Linked DNA regions of Mus musculus: regions 2, 3 and 4 are each linked to region 1. The links are chromatin contacts, called in public HiChIP or PLAC-seq maps. All regions are on one chromosome and are shown on one strand. The core of a region is the stretch at or near the end of the contact, and the rest is flanking DNA. Distances in the headings are between cores, read along the strand shown. Region 1 overlaps Liph (lipase, member H). Region 2 overlaps 1300002E11Rik (RIKEN cDNA 1300002E11 gene). Region 3 overlaps Igf2bp2 (insulin-like growth factor 2 mRNA binding protein 2). Region 4 holds the start of Ehhadh (enoyl-Coenzyme A, hydratase/3-hydroxyacyl Coenzyme A dehydrogenase).

Region 1 (5,981 bases), core at 444-2,943:
TTTTTTGTTACGGATGGTTGTGAGCCACCATGTGGTTGCTGGGATTTGAACTCAGGACCTTCAGAAGAGCAGTCGGTGCTCTTAACCACTGAGCCATCTCGCCAGGCCCCCCCCCTTTTTTTTTTGAGACAGGGTTTTACTATGCAGCCCAGGCTGACCTTGAACTCACAGAGATCCACCTGCCTCTGCTTCCTGAATGCTGGGGTTAAAGGCATGTGCCATCACAATCCACCCAATTTTGCTTTTTGAGGTCAGATTGACAGCCCATCTCCTCCTCTGTCTATTACTGGTGGGTCTCTGCCTTGTCCTTTCCTTTTAAGTTTACTTGGAAATAACTGAAAAAGCTACAAGACTAGGAGAGCACACAGAGCAGAAGCAAACCTCTGTGCAGATTTACCCATTGGTTCCTTGGCCTTGAGCCTGTGCTCAACCAGTGCACCCACTCTGCAGCCCTAGACTGATTTATTCTTAACATTTTTGGCACACAGATTTCATCGTCAGTTAGCTGTTTATATTTTCTGAATCATTTGTTTGGCCCTTTACCTTTAAATGTTTAGTTATATTTAGTTAGATTTTCTAAGAATTGGTATTTTCCCTTTTATGACTCTCTTAGTCATTGTTCTGTTGCTGTGAAGAGACACCAGGACAGCAACTCCTATACAGGAAAGTGTTCAATTGGGGCTGGCTTACAGTTTCAGAGGTTTGTCCATTATCATCATGACGCGGAGCATGAGGGCAGGCATAGCAGGCATGGTGTTGGAGAAGTTGAGAGCTACATCCTGATCTGTAGGCAGAGAGATTGGGGGAGAAGTGTGTGTGTGTGTGTGTGTGTGGGGGGGAGGATCAGGCCAAGTGTGGGCCTTTGAAACAAGAAGACCTTCTTTCTACATTTGTGCTGTCCCTTCCGTGAGTCCTCCTTTCTTCCAAGACTGTTCTGCAGGGTGAAGGCTCGAAAGGAGAGCTTGAGGAGCCTAGAAGAAAAGGGGCTCAGCACCAGCTGATATGGTCTGCGTTTTCAGATGCTCAGGGCAGGGCAGACCACCCTCTGACCATCCTCCCAGGAGAGGGCTCTACACAGAGACCATGGAGACTCCTTTGCCGACTCTCTGGCTGTGTTCTGTCTCTCCAAGGATACACAGCCTAGAAATTACCATTCAAGGAGAATGGGGTCTCACAGGGTAGACACACCCATACCCAGTACCCAGAATAGATCCCTGAAAGATGATTTCAGTGTGCTGTAAGTGAGGCACTCACAGATTCTGAGGGAGCGGGCTAATGAGGATGTACTTAAGGCTGGGAGGGTTGTAGAAGCTCCATTGAGCTAACTTCTGCTTTTGAGCTTGAAGGAGTCTGGGGAAAGATGTCCAGACAAACCAGGAATCACTACTTAGAAATACTGGATTGGGCTGGTGAGATGGCTCAGCGGTTAAGAGCAAAATCCCAGCAACCATATGGTGGCTCACAACCATCCATAACAAGATCTGACGCCCTCTTCTGGAGTGACTTAAGACAGCTACAGTGTACTCACATATGTTAAAATAAAATAAATAAATCTTCTTTAAAAAAAAAATACTGGATTAAGTATGACTTTTTCACCATCACTGAACTAGCTCCAGGCTCTGGGGAGGCGCTGTGGGGGAGGCGCTGTGGGGAGGCGCTGTGGGGGAGGCGCTGTGGGGAGGCGCTGTGGGGAGGCGGTGTAAAGAGGACTGTAAGAGCATCAAGGAGGGGATCACAGCACTGTCTTGCTTAGGAGGCACTGCATGATGCCGTCTAATTCTCATTTCCAGACACGGATGAAACATGCCCGTCCTTCACCAGACTGAGCTTCCACAGCGCGGTGGTTGGTACAGGACTCTCCGTGAGACTGATGCTCTACACACAGAGAGACCAGACCTGTGCACAGATCATCAACTCCACAGCTCTGGGGAGCTTAAATGTGACCAAGAAAACCACTTTTATAATCCACGGTTTCCGGCCAACAGGCTCCCCTCCGGTTTGGATAGAGGAGCTGGTACAGAGTTTGATCAGTGTACAAGAGATGAATGTAGTGGTTGTTGATTGGAATCGAGGAGCGACAACTGTGATATACCCCCATGCGTCTAGCAAGACCAGACAAGTAGCTTCTATTTTGAAGGAATTTATTGACCAGATGTTGGTAAGAAAGACTTGTCTGAGATGACCTTGGTGGCTGGTTTGGAAGCTTAAAACCAAGAGGTATCACTTGGTTGGATGGGAGTGGGGAGGGGGTGGGGGGTGGCTACTTTTTAACATTTTGTAACCTTGTGCGAATCCGAATAAACCCAGGGAAGAGGGTGTGGCCCTGCAGGTTGTCCATCCCCACAGCAAAGGGGTATGGAGCAATGTTCTCGTTTTAAATGTTTTAGATCTTAAGTCCTGCATAATCTTCTGTAGCTAGTGACAAAAAGCCTTGTGAAAGGAGCATCATTTTGTTACTACCATGAGGGTGGGTGTCTTTGAGTAGGAGGGGCTCTGCTTAGAGTTGTTAGCTTAAACGCCTGGACCTCCTTCAACGTCTGTAGCTTGTTCAGCTAAAAGACCAAGCTATTAATGTCCAGATTATTGCCAACCACAGTGAAACGGGACAGTCAATGTTTTTAGAAAGCCTCCCAAGGCAGGACCTTAGCTTTTATTTAGAGACTGTTCTCAAGAGCTGTGCCCCACCGACTTTAACATAACAAAGATGTGACATGAGCCAGGGTGTGGTGGCACAAGTTTTTAATCACAGGGCTCAGGAGGCAGAAGCAGGCAGAAGCAGGCAGATCTCTGAGTTCAATACCAGTCTGGTCTACAGAGTGAAAGAACCTAGTGGGGAAACCCACACTCAATTCCCGAATTCTCGATTCAGCGCGCACCCAAGAATCACGAACAGATGACCATCTTGATGTAAAAGCATGAGGTAGTTTAATGACGGAGCTCCGGGCCAACATGTATCTCCCGCAGGAGACAGAGGTGTCGACCACATGGTGGAGCCAAAATGGCGGAGCTCCGGTTCGAAACGTATCTCACACAGGAGACAGTGGTTTCGACCCCGAGGCTTGGAAGCTAGGGACTTTTATAGAAAAGGGGTGGGGCTGGGGGAGGAATTGGCGCGGTTTTACATGATTGGTCCATTTAAACATCAACAGACTGTCAGAAGGGCGGGAGATAGGGAGGCACTAGGCCAGTCAGGACATGTAACGACAGGCCTGCCCAGGCATGTCCTGGCCTGTTCTGCTATGTTCTTAGCCCCAGGTTTCAAAGCTCACAAACAACTCTTTGGGCTATTTGACATAAATTACATGAATAACATGTCTCAAGTTTTATTTCCTTTCAAGAGCAAGTTCTAGAATAGCCAGGTCTACAACGAGAGGCTGTGTCTTAACCAAACCAAACCAATATCACATGAAGTAAGAGCAATTTCAAAGAGATCCCCATGTGGTGACCACTGTAGCTGGTGGTGACATGAGTTTTTTTGTGAGCTCCCCAGCAAGCAGGCTGACATTTGGTGGCTCAGAGAGAGCTGCCTGCAGCCTGTGGTCAGTGAGGTCTACCTTCCCTCACCTTTTCTTCCCTGGGACAGTGACTCCATTAGGAGCTCATCAAAGTGTTTTACCATCTCTTCCCCTATCTGGAAGCCGTAAACATGTCTCTGTTTGGCTTCCAGCAGGAAGTGTCAGGAGTGGAGACACTAAAAGACACAAATTTGGGGCTAGCAGGTTGGTTTGAATCCTGCTCTGTACCCTCCCCACTGGGTCAGATGACCTCAACTCTGGGCTTCAATGTCCTTATTTGTATATTAAAGGAGTTGTATTGACATTGCCGGAGGCTGCAACTTCCCCTCATTTTCTTCCATGGTGGGATTGATCCTAAGGCTTATAATATAGGAGGCAAGCTACCTCTCCAGCCCTCTTTCGACATTCAAATGAGACAGTAGGGGCTTAGGAGTTGACTCAGTTGATAAACACTTGGTGTACAAGCAAAAAGACCTGATTTCAACCCCCAGAACCTAATGAAAACTCTGGGCACAGCAGTAAACAGTGCATTCCTGTAATCCCTGACCCAGGAAAGCAGAGACAGTGGACTCCCTAGCGCTTGTTGGCTAGTCTAACCAAATCAGCTAACTCCAGGCTTGGTGAGAGACCCTGCCTCAAAAAAAATGAGGTGGAGAGGAATTGAGGGAGACATCTAACTTAAAAAGAAAGGTTTCTTTCTTCTTTTTTTAATGTATACGAGTATTTTGCCTGCATGTATATGTGTGCACCACGCATGTGTTGGTGCCTACAAAAGTTAGAAGGTGTCATTGGAGCCCCTGGAACTGAATTACATACAGTTGTGAGCTGCTAAGTGGTTGTGGAGAATCGGACCTGGCTCCTCTGCAAGAGCAACAAGTGTTCCTAGCCACTGAGCTATCCCTCCAGCCTGACACCTGACTCTTTGACCTCTGACCTCTACTAATAAATGTATAGATGTGCATGCATATCCACCCACACACAAGATAGCCCAAGTGAGAACAGATATAAAGCACTTGGGAAAATCCCTCCAAGTAAGCAGGAAATCTCAGCAAGTGTGGTCAATTTCTTGAACTCTTACAATTTATTAATGAACTTCTAGGTCAAAGGAGCTTCTCTGGACAACATTTACATGATTGGAGTAAGTCTAGGAGCCCACATAGCTGGATTTGTTGGCGAGTCGTATGAGGGGAAGCTGGGGAGAGTCACAGGTAAGGTTCCTGTCGGATATCAGGGGTCTCTCCTGGGCAGGTGCTCTCTGGAGAGCGCCACCACACAGGCAATATTGACCTCAGCCCACGTAGAACATTTTGCAAACTGTGTATGTCACAGAAAAGCTTGGTGGTGACCTTATTTTTCTTATGGTAACCCCCTTCCAATATCTCATGGGGATCTATCTGTGCCCAGAGCGCAACTCACCAGGCATGACTGTAAACTCATGGACGGAAAAGGAGACGGGAAATTCGTGGCTAAATATCAGCTTTCTAGCAAACATGATTGAAAAGACCGGATTTGAACGAGGCCAAACCCTAAAGAACAAAGACTCGTTCTGGATCTCTTGTCTAGAGCTGAGGAATTTTCCACAGCTCTTCCCAGGCCTGAGGGTGGGCTCCAGCTTTCAGGAGGTTATCATTCACCTTTCCCGGGATTCGTCTTCATGCACAGGCTTTTAAGTTTAGGGAGACTGTAAGACAGAAGTGTGTAGGAGGGGAGGAAATGTAAACGACTCCGAACCCATATGGGGGGGTGTGGTAACCTCTCACCCCAAATCCCTTTCCCTGCACCCAACTTGCTGGCATGGCTTCCCCGGGTTTGTCTTGGATTCTTTTTTCTTACTTTTCCCCAAAGCCAAGGCTACCTTAATTATCTAATTTCTCTACCTTTCTAGGAAACCAAAGTAGTTTTAAAAGTTCAGAATGTATTATTATCACTATATATTTTAAAAGCAGTGTCTATACGAGAGAGAGAGAGAGAGAGAGAGAGAGAGAGAGACAGACAGACAGACAGACAGACAGACACTCTCACTTAGAAGGACAGAGGCTTGGGTTTGCCCCACCCTGGAAATCCCTTTCTGATAGAGGGAACGGTATCTTTCTCATGCTGTGTGTATAAGTGACTGCTTATACAATTGCTGGTTTCTATGCTGATTTCCTTGGTAGTAACTAATGATGTCATTGCCAATTGGAGGTCACTGATCACAGAGCTAGGAAGAAATGGACCAGATGTACCCTTAAACCAAGAGTTTCATTCTACCCAAATGCTACGTTCTCCCCTGTGCCCTCCTGACCACGTGAACTGCAGCGTTCCTAGACTCTAATTACAGAAATTTCCCAAACCAGGCTTTCTGCTACTCTATCCCATGTGACCTACCCCCAGACCTGGACTCAACTTCCTGACCACAAATCAATTGTCTACCTCCGTGGATGCCCCCAGTTCTCTCCTCACCATCTCCGAGTCTCAAATTTAGTC
Region 2 (5,884 bases), core at 1,644-4,143, 180 kb after region 1:
AGGCAAGCAGCAGGCAGGCAGGCAGGCAGGCAGGCAAGCAGGCAGGCAGGCAAGCAGGCAAGCAGGCAAGCAGGCAAGCAGGCAAGCAGCAGGCAGGCAGGCAGGCAGGCAGGCAGCAGGCAGGCAGCAGGCAGGCAGGCAGGCAGGCAGGCAGGCAGGCAGGCAGGCAGGCAGGCAGGCAGGCAAGCAGGCAAGCAGGCAGGCAGGCAGGCAGGCAAGCAGGCAAGCAGGCAGGCAGGCAGGCAGCAGGCAGGCACAACTCCTGTACTCTTGCTTTCCTCGTGGCTGGAACAGGAGGACCTGGAGTGATCCACATGCTGGCTAATATCTTTGACAAATGACTTTCAAAACTATCCAGTCACCAAGTTTGCATCAACTCTGGGAATGTTTAGACATTAACATCAGCAGTGGCTGGTTCTGGTGACTGCCACCTCTGAGTGAGCAAGCTGTTGACAATGAGCAGGCCCATTGTCAGGTTTTTTTCTAGAATAGCAATGTCAAGCTTCCTTCTAGGCAAACAGGCTTTTAGGGTTCCACAGAACAAGATTCGTGACTCCAGTGCAGTCGTATCTGAGCAAGATAACTTTCAAAGACTCCAATGTACAACCTGCCCATTGTCAGTGTGTAGGACCTCCTGCCTATAAACATTACCCAGTTTAAAATGACTACTACACTCTTTGTTTTGTCTGCATATGTCTTCCCAACACTATAGTTACTACAGGATAGTGCGGTACATATAGTACTATAGCTATTTCAAGTGTTTCAGAACAAAGCAGAATATTAATTAAATGCACTCTTTAAAGTAATTTTTAAATATAAGAAGCTCAGTTTGGGTCATGGATCTATACACACCTCTTAGTGCAGGCTAAATACACACCTTTAATAAACACGTTCTGAGTGTCTCTGGCGTCACACTTCATTCCTGGAGAAATACTAGTGAAGAGGATGTCACTCTGAGATGAACACATAGGGAGCAGAGAAGACATAGGGGACGAAGATGCCATGCAGCTAAAGTAAGACGGCTGGAGAGAGCCCCACTCACAGACCCGGAGGCCGGAAGCTGAGTGGTTACTGCAGTCATCTGAGAGCAGATCGCGGGACATGTAACGAATCTCACACAGAGCTCCTAAAGCTTCAGGAGAAATCTCTGGCCTTTCTAGAGAAAGGTGTGCCTGGGGCAGTGTACGGGCTGCTTGTGTGTCAACTTGACACAGCTGGAGTTATCACAGAGAAAGGAGCTTGTGGGTGGTGCCATCTCTGGGCTGGTAGTCTTGGTTCTATAAGAGAGCAGGCTGAGCAAGCCAGGGGAAGCAAGCCAGTAAAGAACATCCCTCCATGGCCTCTGCATCAGCTCCTGCTTCCTGACCTGCTTGAGTTCCAGACCTGACTTCCTTGGCGATGAACAGCAGTATGGAAGTGTAAGCCAAATAAACCCTTTCCTCCCCAACTTGCTTCTTGGTCATGATGTCTGTGCAGGAATAGAAACCCTGACTAAGACAGCCAGTGTCCTACTTGCTTGATCTGTTGCTGGGATAAACACCCTGAGAAAAGCAACTTAAGGAAGGAGTCTATGTTGGCTCACAGTTCCCGTACCAAGGCAGTCAAGGCATCAGGAGCACCACAGTGGCCGATCGGTCACACCGCGTCCAGACAGGAAGAACAGGACGGGAAATGCTGGCTCTCTGTCTGCGTCCTCCTTTCATTAAGTCCAGGGTGCAAGCCTAAGGAATGGAGCCACCCATAGCAGGCTCTTCCTATCTCAGATAACCATATCAAGATGATCTCTGTGTGCCAGAGGCTTGTTTCTTAGAAAGTTCTAGATGCTATAAAGTTAACAATCAACACTAACCACAACTCCATCCTTTAAAACTTGACATCCAAACACAATAATTTGAAGCCATGGACCTTTCAACCCATCTTTCCAGAATTTCATGACCATCTGTTTAATTTTTTTTATTACAACTATTTTCGATCTGTGTGTGTGTGTGTGTGTGTGTGTGCATACTCATGCATGTGCCCGATATATGTGAGTGCTATAGAAGTCAGAAGAAGTTGCAGGAATCAGCTCTCTCCTTCCACACTTTGGCTTTGGGGATTGAACTCAAGTCAAAAGGTAATACAATACTTTCTGAGTTTTCCTGGCAGCCTTCATTGTCATCTTATAATGCAAACATATGTCCAGGACAACTTCAAAAGTCCCCATATTCTTCAACAATTCCAATACTGTTCACAAGTCCAAAGCCTTATTTCAGATTTGAGGTAATCTCTTAACTGTGAGTGCCTAGAAAATAAAAAAAACAAGTTACATAGTTCCAAAATAAAATGACATGAGTGACCATTCCTATTCCAAAAGGGAGAAATGAAGGCATAGGAGAGAATAATCATGCCCAAAGCAAGCCTAAAACCCAACAGAGAAGACATCAAGCTTGCAGTACCAAGTCTGCCATTGGGGTGACGGGATCCCCATCCCTCCGGACGTACCACTTAGGCACACTCAACTTCTCCCTTGAGTAGCTTCACTCCATGGACGCTGCTTTCCCTGTCAGATGTCCCATGGGTCTGACATCAACATTCACAGCTTCAGGCAGTAGCCTCTCAGGCCCTTTGTGGGACTATGACCTTGCCACACTACCTGGCCTCGGCTGCTCTCTGAAACTGTGGAGCAAGAATCCACCACCTCTTCAATCTTGCATCTTTCACTGATTTCAAAACCTGTACCAGGTAGACAACAACGCCAAGTCCTGCTAACTCCAGACATGTCCTGGCTCCCTGGACCATAGATCTACCAGCTTCTCTGAGCTGACCCCAAGGGACTCTTCTAGGCCATTGCTCCCAAGGAATCAAGAACCCATTCAGTTCAGACTTCCTCTGACTGACTTTGTATCCTGATAAGTTGGAGTCTGGTGGGTGAGGTTTGCCTTCAGGGCCTTTTCTATTGTCAGGTGCAACTCAGATTTCTCTTCAGTGACTGATCTCTTTAACAATACAACTGTTTCCCCAGCTGTGAGGAGCGGGTGTGGCGGCAGTCCCAAAGGCGCCAGGGACTGCAGCTAAGTCGTATGACTTGCACCTGACTTCCTCATATAAGCCACAAACATCTTGAGAGCTGCGCAGGTGTACCGGATACCGGTGAATCCATTTTGATGGAGATATGCCCCTGCTGCCCTGATTAGCTGAAGCTGCGTGCCTGGTGAGGTGGCGTGGCCTGCTGTGCGTGGATGGGAACTGAGAGTATAAAAGAGTGAGAGGCCCAGGGTTCGGGGGAGATATAAACAAGGGAGATATAGAGAAAGAAGAAACAGGACTGAATAAACGTGTGCAGAAGGATCCTGTTGCACGTCGTTCTTCCTGGCCAGTTGAGCGCGCGCAAGACCCAGCACCAGCCTGGTTGCAACCCTGTCTTGAGATTTTTTTCTGCCAAACAAATTGATCTACTCCCTTTAAATTCTACTTGACTAAGTTGCCAGGGCATGGGCACAATGAAGCCAGACTCTCTGCTGAAAGGTCACATGAATTGCCCCTGCCCAGTTCATGACTGAGTCCTCTCGTTTTCCTCTGAAACCTCAGGACTTCACTGTCTGCATTTCTCTTGTTCCCCTCTCCAAAGTTCCCAGAATAATGACCCATTACCTTCTGCCTAAAATATGCAAGGGTTTTTTCTTGTCTGAAGTTCTAAACTCCTCCCCAATTCTTCCCACAAACTAGTTTCAAAGGCCTAGGAGCAATATGTTCAAGCTTATCTATAAAAGGCCTCACTTCCTGGTATCAATTTTCTTAGTTACTCTTCCTACCGCTGTGATAATAAAAGCAACTTAAGGGAGGAGTTTATTTTGGCTCACAGTTCCAGAGTGCAGTCCACTGTGCCAAGGTAATCATGGTATCAGGAGCCTGAAGCAGCTGGTCACACTGTGTCCACAGTCAGGAGGAACAGGATGATAATGGTGGCCCTCTGCCTGCTGCCTTCTTTCATGAAGTTCAGGATGCAAGCCTATGGAATGGAGATGCCCACAGGGGGGTCCCCCTACTTCAAATAAGATCACCAAGATGATCCCTGACATGTGTTTCCTAAGAGGTTCTAGATGCTACCAAGTTGGCTATCAACATTAGCCATCTCAAGTAGTCTGTTAGAAAATGAACTACAAAAACCTGAGGGACAGTAGTGACCAATCAGGTAAGGCCCTGAGAAACTATGATAAGGTTTAAGGTTTATATACAGAAAGAGCTATTACTCAGGGTATTTAAAAGAAGTTAAAGTAACTAGATAACAACTAGTAGACACAGGAAGACCTGGTTAATAAAAGCTTACTTAATCTCTACTACCTTCTAGGCATTGCCCAGCCTTGGGCATATAGTAGCAAATAAAACACGTGCCAGTGTTTGGTTCCATCATGACCAGTCTGCTGGGGTAGGTACAATCAACACACAAGAAAGTAAGCAAATGATGTACTCTGCGGGGGGGGGGGGGGGGGGAGACTGGGGAAACAATGGCAGAGAGACGTCTCGTCTGAAGTGTGGGAGAAGGCTTCTTTTAAGAAATAATATTTGCCAGAGGTGGCAGTATCATATGCCTTTGATCCTAGTACTTAGGTCGTAGAGGCAGGCAGATCTCTATGAGTTCAAGGCCAGCCTGGTCTACAGAGCGAGTTACAGGACAGCCAAGACTATACGGTGAAACCCTATCTTGAAAAACAAAAACAAAACAAAACACACACACACAAAAGGAGGAAAAACTATTTGGACAAAGATTGGTAGAATGAGTTCAATAAACAGGGCTAGGATGCTATGTTAGATACTTTTCTGTTGCTATGATAAAACACCACAACTAAAAGCAACTTAAAAAAGAAAGAGTTTATTTGGGCTTACATTTCCAAAGGGCTAAGAGTCCATTATGGAAGGGCATGGCAGCAGAGGCAGGAAAAAAGAAGCTAGCATCTCTCATCTCAACCACTAGTCCAAGCTGAGAGCAAACTTGAAGTAGGACGGAGCCTTAAGCTCTCAAATGCTTCCCCCAGTGACAAACTTCCCCCAGCAGGACTGCACGTCCTAAACGGTTTCAATGAGGGTCGTTTCTCATTGAAACCGTCAGAGACACAAGGGGGAAACGTGGGATAGGGGACACTGCTGCTGTTGCTTAGCGGCCTGAGGCAATAAAACATCAAGGACTTAAAGCAGAGGATCAAAAAGAAGATTCCTCTGAATGCAGCGAGATGAGAGAAGGGAAGGAGAGTAAATATAGAGAACCAAGCGAGGGGCTTTTACAGAGGCTCAGGAAATCTGACAACAGAGTAAGGTACAGGCTAGACCTAAAAGAGGGAATTTAAAGGTATTTAGAAGGTAGAAAAGAAAGGCCAGTGGCAGATACTAGATTCATAAGGGCAGGGCATACAGACCAAGGACAGTCAAGATATCCAATTAGTGTCTCTTGGGCTTTTTCACTGGTAGCTAGTATTTCTACATGCAAGGTCATAAAGATCAATGTGAGGAGTTTCGGGTTCAGGGGAGGGGTCAAAGAAGAAGAAAGTCAGTCACAGGCAGTAAGAAGCTTCTCCATCAGAGGCCAGCTTCTCCATCAGAGGCCAGCTTCTCCATCAGAGGCCAACTGTCTTGTTCCTGGCAGGCTCAATTCTCAAAGTCTATGCAATTCGTTCTGTCTCCACCAATGCAAGAAGCTTGGTTATGACTAGGCAACATGTAGCTCCTGTCCACATTTTACATTTCTTGACAAATATTTACATCACTGGGATTATATGCATTTATGTAATTTGTATAAGGAGAAAAATCAACACTTTGTATAGCCTTCTGTTAAATTTAAACAATTCCAAGGCACCAAGTAAAGTATTTCAGTGCAGTAAGGAAACAGGGTGGAGACATGGTTCAGTACAAT
Region 3 (5,758 bases), core at 916-3,415, 160 kb before region 1:
CACTCACCACTACACTTAGACTTGTACAAGGTGGCCCTCTGTGAAGTAACCTAAGTGTGGACTTTGAGAAATGCCTTTGCGTTAGGACCAGCTAATACTTGAGCCTCAGTTTGTGTTCCCAGCTCCTAGGAGCCACAGGAAGTAGGTTCCATTTCCCATGTGTCCTTCAGCACAAATATCTGAACCACCACTCTGAAAACATAAGCAATTCAAGAAAGTTAGGTTTCCCTGAGTTGGATGGATACGGTTCACTTATACAGTTTGCATCGTCAGTTGAAACTAGTTGAAAAGGAAGGCAGTGATAATTCCTGTTCAGATGCATTAAAACACTACTTTCAATGACATACTCCAGCCCGGGTGTTTGTCAGACTTGGCTGTGTTAAACTCCTACCACGCTTTCTCTTTGAGTAAAAATATGACGTGTTTCTGGTGTGAGTGCTGTACAAATGCTCTGGAAATGTGTTTAGTTAGCTTGTTCTCTGGTGTGGTTTAAAGTGCCTTCTTTGTGATGGTGGGATATTGATTTTCTCATTGTGTCGGTGTCCTGCCTCAGGCTCCTGAGTGCTGGGGTGTCAAGTATGAGCCACCAGCCCCACTCTGTGAGATTGAGTCTAAAGGTTTGCATTCATGGGACTAAGATGACCTTATGGCAAGAGAGGCTTGCAGGGCTTGAAATCTTAGTCTGTATCCTCCACATCAGCTTGCTAGAGCAAGCGTTATACCAGTTAACATCTAAAGTTATTTGAGCTCTAATGGAGAGGTTGTATTAGTTGCTTTTTTTGTTGTTGTTGCTATGATTAAAAACATTATGACCAAGGCAATTTATGAAAGAATATTTACTTGGGCTTGTGGTTTCAGAGCGTTGGGAGTCCATGGTGGTGGATCAAAGACATCACAACAGGAATAGCTGATTGCTCACATCTCAAACCACACACAGCACGCAGAGAGCTCACTGGGGATGGTAGGAGTTGTTTGAAACCAGTGGCACGCCTCCTTCAGCAAGCCCTAGCAGCTTAATCCTTCCCAAACAGTTCTACCAACTGGAGACCAAGTATTGAAGCATAGGTGTCTATGGGGGCCTTTTTCATTCAAACCACCACAGAGGTATTTATGAGTGCTTTCCTTGGGAAACAGTTTCATTCTAGGCATCGAGTCTCAGCCAGGTCATTTCTTTTAGAGACTCAAACATTGTGGCTGGTGCTTTAGTCTGCTGGTGGGAATAAAGGGGCTTCTCTACCTCATGGTGATGTTGTATTGTGTTGAAATAACCCATTCATCCCCACTGGGCCCCCTCCTGTTTTCACGTCTCTGTGTGTGCTCCACTGTGTTTGGTAGTCTCTTGTGCAGCTTGCAGAGGCTACACCACTGGGGAACAGAACTCCCCCTCTGGAACGCTTCTAAATGCCTGTAGCCCGTTAAGGCTGGGATGGGACACTGTTCAGAACAAAAGATACTCAAAACCTGTGGATACCCCCAGGATGCAGTTCCTGTTTCCCACATACATCCTCTTCATCATTTACTGCCAAACCTTCAGCAAGGGATTTCTGAATGGGAAGCATTGGATTAGTACTGGAAAGTCCAAAGGTAGGAAAAACAGAGAGCCTGTCAGCCTAGAATTCAAACTAGCATGCATCATTAGCATGATCATTCCCGAAATGGCTGGGGACAAGGTCCAGTCAGCTCGTGGGGCAGGCAGTAAATTGCAGAGGCATTGTAAAAGTCGTTGTGAACGCAGGGAAATTGGCAGCTCCCTTCAGCCCCATAGTCTCCTTGAACGCCCATCTAAAAGGTCTTGTCCTACATCAAGTGTCTTCTGGCCCTGAGTGGCTCTCTCCAGATCTCAGTTATGCTCTCAGTCATAGGCCTATGTGTCTGTTTACAGCCCGAGCAGGAAGGAATGAGGCACTCATGGTGTGTGTTCCTCAAGACTGGCTGTGGGCGGGGATCCCCAAGGATGGAAATACATTGTATCTGCTTTATTACAGTTTAATTTTGGTACCATTCTTAGGGAAAAGTATACTCTAATAAAGCTGTTACCCTTTTAAATTGACAGGTAAGCAGAAAATGCTTTTGTTCAGTTTTAGTCTCTTGTAGCCCAGGCTAGCCTTGACTTTTCTGTATAGTTTCAGAGAAGAACCTTGAACTCAAGCCTCTACTTCCCCATTGCTGGGATTGCAGGCTTGCATCAATCACCACACAGGGAAAACCCCATTTCTCTGCCAACACTGCTGAAAACCAATCTGAAACCTTAGCACGCCTTTCCAAAGTGTAGGTTAATTTTTTTATTGGATATTTCCTTTATTTACATTTCAAATGTTTTCACCTTTCCAGGTCTCCCTTTCAGAAACTCCCTATCCCATTCCTCCTCCCCCTGCCTCTATGAGGGTGCTCACCCACCCACCCACCCACTCCCGTCTTCCTGCCTTGGCATTCCCCTACACTGGGACATCGAACACCCTCAGGCCCAAGGGCCATTCCTCTCACTGATGTCCAACAAGGCCATCCTCTGCCACAAATGCAGCTGGAGCCAAGGGTCCCTCCATGGAACCTCTTTGCTTGGTGGCCCAGTCCCCAGGAGCTCCAGGGGTGTAGGTTAATCTTTTAAGGAGGTAAATTAGGATAACAATGATGCTCTTTAAACAGAGAAGGCTGAGTTGAAGGTTCTCAGTGTGGCCTGTGGGCCAGGCACATCTGTACTAGGCGGCGGCGGGGGATTCCTTAGAATTGTAAAGTTGGAGTTGGGGTGGAAAATATAAATGCAAAGAGTATACTGAATCAGAGCTGCTGATGGCGTATAAGTGCATCTGGACGGACATCCTAAGTATGTAGGGAGTGACCTTAGCCCACCTGATCTTGGGGGGCTGGGCTCTGGCACAGCTTTGTGTAGGTAACAGCCAGTACTGATATGGGTGGCCAGAAGTTTAGAACACACTTCCAGTTGTCCTCTGAAGTGTCCACCTCCTGAAAGTTTAGTAAAGAAAAGCTTAAAGTTGTTTGTTTAGTTGGGTCTTGCTGAGCAGGCATAATATCACACTATAAACATACCCCAAGAGAAAGCACCCTAGAAAAGTAGCTTGGGGTGGGGACTGGAGTGATGGCTCAGTGGTTACCAAGGACCCAGTTTGGTTCCCAGGACTCACATGGAATCTCATGACTATCTGAAACTCCAGCTATAGGGGATTTCACACCCGCTTCTGGGCACCAGGCATGAACGTAGTGCACAGACATCTCTGTAGGCAAAGTACTAACAGAAACATAGGAATCTTAGAAATAGTTAAGTGTATGTGGGTATATATCTGGGAGTGCTCGTGCGTGCACACACACACAGAGACACCCCCCCCCCCCCTTGTGTGTGAGTGTACAGAGGTGAGGGGTCAACGTTGGGTGTCTTCCTCTGTTGCTTCCTTCCCTCATTTTTTGAGACAGGCTTTCTCAGGAAACCTGGTGCTCAGTGATCTAGCAGGATAGAATGGCTGGCCAGCAAACTCTGGGGATCTGAGGGTACAACTGAGGTTGCCCTGCCCAGCTTTTATGTGGGGTGATGGATTGGAACTCAGCTCCTCACACTTTTATTTAGTGAGCCATGTCCCCAGCCCCAAAGCAGGGGTAGAGAGATTGCTCAGTGGGTAAACACATTTGTCTTAAAGGCCTGAGGACCTGAGATTAAACCCAGAATCCACACAGATAGTCAGATGCCTACTGGGAGCTGTAACCCCAGTGCTCCTGGGAGGCAGATGGGAGGCAGAGACAGGAGACTTTATGGGAATTTGCTGGCTTCTACTGTGGTGTACAGAGTGGGAAGACAACAGAGAACCTGGCCGGGCTCAAGGTGGAAAGCTAGGGCTGACACCTGAGGTTGTCCCTGATTTCCATATGTATGCTGGGATGCAGGTGTGCCTGGGAGGAAGGGAGGGAGGGAAGGAGGAAGGGAGAGAGAGAGAGAGAGACAGAGAGAGAGAGACACAGAGAGAGAGAGAGGTAGAGAGAGAGAGAGAGAATGAATTATACAGGTATTGTAAAGCAGTGGTATTTCCCCATAGTCACAGGGTCACATTTCAGTGCTAACTTCCTTATTAAGGCTCCAACATAGAGTAAATCATAGAGTGGGCCTGGAACATGTGATGAAGTAAACGCCACAGTAATTGTAGGCATCTGCAGTAATTTACAATATGAATGTTGCACCACCCCTCAGAACACCCCCCCCCCCCACACACACACACACACACAGAGGTCTCAGCAGTGAGGGAAAAAATGTGGGTCATCTCAGCAACAGATTCTGAGTCTAGTGTTTAATATACTGTGCTTGGAGAATTTGGATAGGAAAGATTTGGAGAGCCTGGGCTTCTCAGACTGTCTCAGGAGGTCTGGAAGAATGGCTTCTCCACAGTTTACTTCTGGGTGGGGGATCCAGCAGTGGCTGCTAGAGACAGGAAGAACAAGGGGTTTCTGGAAAGTGTGTGTGACATGAGTGTGTGTGGAGGCCAGAGGTTGGGTTGATGTGAAGTGTCTTCTTTAGGCTTTTTTTTTTCTTAGTATTTAAAGATTACACATATCGTGTGTGTGTGTGTGTGTGTGTGTGTGAGAGAGAGAGAGAGAGAGAGAGAGAGAGAGAGAGAGTGTGTGTGTGTGTGTGTGCTCGCGATACCTGCCTGCCTTATGACACCTACCTGCCTTGCCCGAAAGGTTGTAAGGGCTGGGGAAGTTACTGCCTCTCACTGTACCATCTAGGACGCACTCAAATGACCTCTGTGCATGTGTATAGGCAAGGGGATTTGTCACAGACTAACAGAGCTGGAAGACTAGAGCCCAGCAGGTGTGTGTGCTTGTACTTGGTGAGAGAGAAAACAAATGTCAGATGGGTTGCCCACAAAGCTGGCTGCTGACAGACCTAGAATTAGGGCTTAGGCTAGCTTCCTTCCTCTGGGCCAATGAGATGGTTTAGTAGGCGACTGGCATTTGAAATCATGCTGATAACCTGAACCTGAGTTCCAGCCCCTGGCCCCACATGGTAGAGGATGAGAACCATATTGTTCCTCTGACTTTATACCTGAATTGTGGCGCATGCACACATATAAAGTAAATAAAGTGTAAGTGGGGGAAACCACTGTTTTTACCAGACACGGTGGCTGACTTCATACCTCTAATCCCAGCACTTGTAAGAAGAGGCTGAGGCAGGGCAATTACAGCTTGTGGAGACCAGCCTGTGCTAAATAGTGGGACATCTCAGAAAGCCAAAAGAACGGTTTCTGGTTAAGGAATTTATGCTCCTCACATCAAGTTTCAGAAGCAGAGCTTCTGAGCTAGAAGAACATCACAAAGACCAAGCTAGATGATAATGGTTTTCTCTAGTGGTAATCTATTTGGTAATTGCCTTGGAATGTCTACAGCACTTTGCATAACCTGAGTTACAGTTTAAACTGAAGCACTGAATTGTGGCAATTTTGTAGCAGTGGCTCTAAGACTGTCAGTGTGTATCTGTATCTGGCTCTGTATCAATAGGGCACACCTGCCACGAAACCGTTGCTACAATAGTTTGATTCAAACAATACTTCCCTTACTGAGCAACATGCCATTATCATCAAGGTCCCTAATTGACAGTGTGTTCTGAGTTAAATGCAGACGGAGTTCCAGGTAAGAGACAACACCACACTCCAGATGCTTGGCACTCACCCTCAGGACCGTTCCTAACTGCCCAGGCTGGAGACGTTACTCTCTCCCGAGGAAGGGTTTTCATAGAGGAAAAACCCACCTTCCCCCT
Region 4 (5,428 bases), core at 838-3,337, 200 kb after region 1:
TAATGCAAAGTTAAAATGATAATGGTCAGTAGTGACTCATGAATATTTTCCTTCCTTTCAATGAGACTGAATTTAAACTATACCAAGGAATCCTTGTCTGATAGAAAACAGATTGAGCTTTTCAGTGGATAAGGATCTGGAGATGGTAAGAGATAGCCAACCCTGTTCTTCGAGTAGTTAGAGACCTGCATGGTCCAGCAGGCAAAAACTCAGTATTTGTGACAGAGTTCAGCATTTACCCTCTGGGCACTGTAGTGGTTTCAGGGCTTATAGTGATTTTTTTTGAAGCATTAACAAACCTGAGATACCCTGTGAACATAGGATGTAAGATGACACAGTTGCTACAGTGAAAGAGTGAGGTGCTTGCCTAAGACAGTGATATCCTATGAAGTAGCACTGTGTATGTAGTAAGAATTTTGTTTCTTTTTTGAAAACAGTTATGGTGTGTGAATATGTTTTGTTTTAGTCCCAGGTGTGGAATATGGGGTTGCTCTCACAGCAGCTGACTATGATTCGTCTCATGCTCTGGCAGGGGTGTGATTCTGCCAAAAAAAAAAAAAAATTAGTTTACATTTGGAATTCTGTGGACTCTTGAAAGGGTATAAAAATGCCAGAGACCCAGAAGCTGTGGAGGCTGCTGCCCCCCTGCTGCTGCTGCCGCTGCTGCCTCCACCACTGCTGCTGCTGCTGGTTCCTGTTGCTGTGAGCAAAGATGAGAAGAAGAAATTGGATATCCTGAAGACAAAGACTGGACTTGCCCCTAAGGAACTTGATGCCCTTAATCAGCAGAAAGTAGTCTAAACAGATCTACGCCCCCTTTCCCTCTAACTCTCTTTCTGACTGACCTAGTGTTGTGGGGTTGGAAGGGATTGGGGTGGAGAAAGATAGTAGGTAATCCAGGAACGTAGCCAAAAGTATGGTTACATTTGTAAGACAAAATAAGTAAAATAGAAGGATATGGAAGATCAAAAGACTATCTACACACAGCAACACGGTAGAACCTGCTTAATTGGCATCCATGAACTCAGCAACTTTGGAACCCATGCTTGTAGACAATTCTGTACCATTAGGAAAAGAGAACCCACTGTGCTGCCACCTAGCTGTATCCCTATTCCTCTGCCACTTACAGAGGGACTAAGTGATAGGAGGCTTTGCTGTTGAGGAGCACTGGCAGAACCTGATTGGAACTGCCCTTTGAACTTTGTTCCCTAAATGCCTTACTTGCCTTTCGCTGGTTCTGCTCCCACCGAGGTGCCAACTGTAAACATCCAAGCCATTTAATGGATTTATATTAAAGCCTTCACCAAGAACCCACTGTGGGAGACACCACAGAAAGTTCCGTGCTCAATTAAAATAAAAGTGCAAACCTAATGGCCAGTGACCGAGTCCTACAGATGGAGATTATAAAGTGTCTTGAGATGACTCCAAAGAGGGCTTATTATCGATCCTTGCTCCAAGGGGGTGGGGTGTAATAAGGCCACTCAGTGCTATTAAACCTTGAACTCTACCTGCTCAGGTTCCTAGGATGCTGGGACTGATTTCTCCTAGACACCATACCTAGAAGTAACATTCCTAGAAATAATATTTAGACATTGTTAAAACTTGTGAAACATCAGTGAAGATTTACAAGTACGGTTTTACTTGTCAACCTGCACACTGTCTTCTGTCCACTTGGTGGACTTTGGCAACCAAGAGGAGCCATGCGCAGCTGGAAGGACCGTGCCCCAGGCTGTTTTAGAGGGAAGAGACAAGGCATGGTTTATTGTCAGGCTGCAGCCTACGTCCAGCCCATAATATGTGTGCAGTTCCTGGATGAACTGTGAAAAATCCCAGCCTTTAGGAGGGACAGAACTAGAGAAGGCCGGGGCTTCGTGCCCTGGTAAATGGCTGTTTTGTGAACATGTGATTGACGTTGGTGGTGTGACCCAGCAGTTTGGCTTGCCTGTGGACATTCCCTTTGGAAGCATAGGAAGATCGCGCTCCTTGGAGCGCAGCCCGCCCCAGGGAGCACGAAGTGCAAGGGGCAGGAGGCGGTAGCAGCGGCTCCCATTGGCTCAGAGCACGCCCCTCCTCTCAGGGCGGCCCAGAAAAGGAGCCCCGGGCTGCCCCAGACATCAGAGGCGCAGGATACCTTGAGAAAATGGCTGAGTATCTGAGGCTGCCCCACTCCCTGGCTATGATCCGCCTCTGCAATCCACCGGTCAATGCCATCAGGTAACACCGCCCGGACAGTGGGGTGTGGCGGGTCTAGGAGGGGGCTTGTCTCAGCTGGAAGGGCGGGCCAATGAGCAGCTGGCTCCGGCCTTCCTTCTGTCAGCTGTTGACCTCACTGCGAGGCCCACGTTTGGTTCTGGCGAATCAGGAACTTACAAAGGTGAGGTTGATGCAGCAAGTGTCTGCTTGAACCCCTTCCTGCAACCTTACTGCCGGCTTGCAACCCCAGCGTCTCTGTGATGCCAAAAGCTATAGTTAGCTGACTCGTAGAAAAGCAGAGTTTAGTGCCTTGAGTGTCAACTCTCCCTGTCAGAGGAGGCCTACTGGATAGTATTTTCTGAAAAGCTGAAGTTTCATTTACACCACCTGCAGTGCCCTCCTGTGCAATGCACTTAGCACATTACTATTATAAATGAGATCTGTCTTCTTGAAAAAATGATATTCATTTACCCTGTTCACTCCATATCACCGGCGAATAGAGTATAATTCTATATTAGCCTCAGGAGGAGTCACCCATACATTGCAGAAGTGGTGGACAGGATTGTGACAGATACTGTATAATTTTCACTGGTGAGACCTTGCTAAAACCCTTTTCTCAGGTGAGACCTTACAGTCTAAAGGACAAACCTAGGTACAGTTCCAGCCCTGTTCACTCTGCAGGGGACCAATGCAATGGATTTAGGCTTACTTTCAGAACAGGGTGGTGCGCTGGGGGCAGGTTGGGGGAGGGGAGGGCGGGGACAGGAGCATGAGTGACTTTAGAACTGCCACATTGGAATCAGCCCTCCCCAGCAAAGATCATGACTCCCCGTGGCAGTTAAGAACCCCTTCCCCAGCCGAGCGTGGTGGCGCACGCCTTTAATCCCAGCACTCGGGAGGCAGCACTTCTGAGTTAGAGGCCAACCTGGTCTACAAAGTGAGTTCCAGGACAGCCAAGGCTACACAGAGGAACCCTGTCTCGAAAAACTAAAGAAAAAAAAAATAAATAAAGAACTCCCTCCCCTAATCCTTCCCTACCTATATCCTCTAGTCCTTCCTAGAGACCCAAGGGTACAATTAGGGCAAAGAGGGGTGGCTGGATAATCAGAGTGTTCTGGTCCAGTCCTTCTATGAAAGTCTACCACCAACAAGCCCAGCATTGGCGATCTTTGGCAAACAGGCTCAAGCCAAACTTGCAGCAGTTTGGCTGGGAGAATAGTCCTGTACAATGGATGAGAACAACTAACCGTTCACCCGAGAGAGGGCATCTGTGACCGGCCAAGTAAAGGATTCCACCCACGTCTAGCTCGGTAGATTAGTGACTTTACTGAGGTCAGTTACAAGAGTATAGTTGCTTCTGAAACAACGGAACCCCTGGAAAGCCCACCCCAACTCGTGAGGAGCCCCCTCCTCACAATTGCTTCTCTCCTGTAACTTTGGAGACGGATCTTATGAAACTTACAGGTTTCTGAGCTTCCTGGGGCGTCTTAAACATCAGTAGATGTGTTTAGCTTTCAGTGCCCTGTCAGTCTCTTTAGCGTCCCCAGTCTTAGCCCCTTCGGGAGGGAATGCGTCAATCCCAAGGAACTAGCAGCACAGTAGCAGAATAAATAAAGTAAACATAGGCCATTTGAAAATTCCCACCACCAGCTGCTGGAGCAAAACCAAACAGATGCCGGGGTGGCACACACCTGGAATCGAAGCATTCAGGAGACTGCGGCAGAAGGAACTGTTGATCTATTCAGACCCTGTCTCAAAAAAAAAAAAAAAATCTTAAAAGCAAGCAAACAAACAAACAACAGAAAAGAGGAGACATGTTCATTTTAACTGAGATTTAAAACCACACTGTTATTAGATTTTATTTTTTAAACTTAATTATTATTATTATTTTATGTGTATGGGTCTTTTACCTGAGAGTATATCTGTGTATCACATGCCCTGGTACTCATGGAGGCTAAAAAAAAAAAAAAGAGAGAGTTTTTTTTTTAAGATTTATTTATTTATTTATTATATGTAAGTACACTGTAGCTGTCCTCAGACACTCCAGTCAGATCTCGTTACAGATGGTTGTGAGCCACCATGTGGTTGCTGGGATTTGAACTCCTGACCTTCGGAAGAGCAGTTGGGTGCTCTTACCCACTGAGCCATCTCACCAGCCCCCAAGAGAGGTTTTTGTTGTTGTTGTTTTGGGTTTGTGTTTGTTTGTTTTGTAACAGCGTCTTTGTAGTTCTGGCTGACCTGGACTAGCTATGTGAACTAGGCTGGCCTTGAACTTGCAGAGAGCCACTATCCTCTGTCTCCCAATCACTGGAATTAAAGGTATGTGCCACCACACTTGACTTAATACTGTACTTATGTTAATATGAAGGATGGCATTGATTAATACATAATGTGCAAAAATTACTGGCTACTTTGGGCAGGGCAGAAGCAAATTATTGATCATGCCAGTCTCACTCTTGATCTCAGCCCAGAAACCAGGAAGTGGCTACAGCACGTGATCTCACAAAGAAAGCATAAGCAATATGGCTCCGTATCCACGTGGGGCGCTCATGTACTGATAGGATTACTTGATAGAGGGATTCTACTGAACTCTCTGATCCTGAGTACTATGTCCATCAAGAGGTCAGGAGGGAAATGTCCCACAGTCTCACAACCACTCCTGCTGGTACTCTCTGGTGTGTTCCTAGCATTTAGCCTGCTATGTCCCTCCCCAATCAGGAGAAATCTTAAGGTAAATGCAATGGAGATTGTATTGTAAATGACTCCACACTTTTAGGACCTCCTTGTATCTCTGAGTAGCCTGTGGTCAGTCCCCTGCAGTAGTCCCCTTGCTCAGTATTTGCTTCAGCCTCGTGGAGATCTTTTTTTCTCTTAGACCCTACATGTTCCCATGTTTTCCTCTGAACTTTAATTTTAGGTAAATTGTTCACCAACTTTAACAGCTTAGCATACTTGTTTTCTACCTTATTATTATTATTATTATTATTATTATTATTATTATTTGCTTTTCTCCCTCCCTCCCTCCCTCTCTCCCATCTTCCCACCTTCTTTCCCCTCTTTCTAATTTTATGCAGGAACCTATCTCTTTCTACATGAATGAGGTATTGTAAATTGTCTAACTCTCTTTTCCCAACAATTAAAACCCTTCCTTGTTAGAGAGGGCAATCATGTTTTTCTCCATTCTGGGAAGGTTCAGTTTCTTCCTAACTACTATCTCACAGAGCAATGGTTTTCA

The links. HiChIP or PLAC-seq counts read pairs in DNA pulled down with a chosen protein or histone mark.
Region 2: a contact with region 1 is called in an H3K27ac HiChIP or PLAC-seq map of embryonic stem cells, with 21 read pairs. The contact joins two enhancer-like sites. A contact is called at or near these places in 3 of 39 promoter capture datasets (the SN4741 cell line and embryonic stem cells), 1 of 484 Hi-C or Micro-C datasets (embryonic stem cells), 9 of 115 datasets of contacts at active chromatin or transcription factors (bone marrow-derived macrophages, embryonic stem cells, epiblast stem cells and 2 more) and 5 of 9 other capture datasets (adipose tissue, embryonic stem cells, liver and 2 more).
Region 3: an H3K27ac HiChIP or PLAC-seq map of embryonic stem cells shows a contact between it and region 1, with 7 read pairs. The contact joins two enhancer-like sites. A contact is called at or near these places in 1 of 39 promoter capture datasets (the 3T3-L1 cell line), 2 of 115 datasets of contacts at active chromatin or transcription factors (both in embryonic stem cells) and 2 of 9 other capture datasets (adipose tissue and liver).
Region 4: a contact with region 1 is called in an H3K27ac HiChIP or PLAC-seq map of embryonic stem cells, with 14 read pairs. The contact joins the promoter of Ehhadh here to the enhancer-like site in region 1. A contact is called at or near these places in 11 of 39 promoter capture datasets (the 3T3-L1 cell line, 3T3-L1-derived adipocytes, the HPC-7 cell line and 7 more), 10 of 115 datasets of contacts at active chromatin or transcription factors (bone marrow-derived macrophages, embryonic midbrain, embryonic stem cells and 3 more) and 5 of 9 other capture datasets (adipose tissue, embryonic stem cells, liver and 2 more).

Annotation. Positions count from the first base shown.
Region 1 is chr16:21,980,078-21,986,058 of GRCm38.p6, reverse strand. Liph (lipase, member H) reads left to right here. Exons shown (of 10, transcript NM_001083894.1): 2 at 1,791-2,158; 3 at 4,615-4,723. Among named protein-coding and RNA genes, the nearest start is that of Liph, 12 kb to the left of the region's middle. Within about 2 kb of position 1,693, at least 13 of the 459 cell types and tissues checked have an H3K27ac peak or open chromatin away from gene starts, as enhancers often do. A contact at or near this core is called in embryonic stem cells, where this site is marked.
Region 2 is chr16:21,805,075-21,810,958 of GRCm38.p6, reverse strand. 1300002E11Rik (RIKEN cDNA 1300002E11 gene) reads right to left here. Exons shown (of 3, transcript NR_037958.1): 3 at 1,919-2,281. Among named protein-coding and RNA genes, the nearest start is that of 1300002E11Rik, 14 kb to the right of the region's middle. Within about 2 kb of position 2,893, at least 12 of the 459 cell types and tissues checked have an H3K27ac peak or open chromatin away from gene starts, as enhancers often do. A contact at or near this core is called in embryonic stem cells, where this site is marked.
Region 3 is chr16:22,137,003-22,142,760 of GRCm38.p6, reverse strand. The region is part of intron 2 of Igf2bp2 (insulin-like growth factor 2 mRNA binding protein 2); the gene reads left to right. Among named protein-coding and RNA genes, the nearest start is that of Igf2bp2, 23 kb to the left of the region's middle. Within about 2 kb of position 2,165, at least 18 of the 459 cell types and tissues checked have an H3K27ac peak or open chromatin away from gene starts, as enhancers often do. A contact at or near this core is called in embryonic stem cells, where this site is marked.
Region 4 is chr16:21,784,493-21,789,920 of GRCm38.p6, reverse strand. It overlaps Ehhadh (enoyl-Coenzyme A, hydratase/3-hydroxyacyl Coenzyme A dehydrogenase), which reads left to right and starts at 2,087. Exons shown (of 7, transcript NM_023737.3): 1 at 2,087-2,214. The coding sequence starts at 2,141.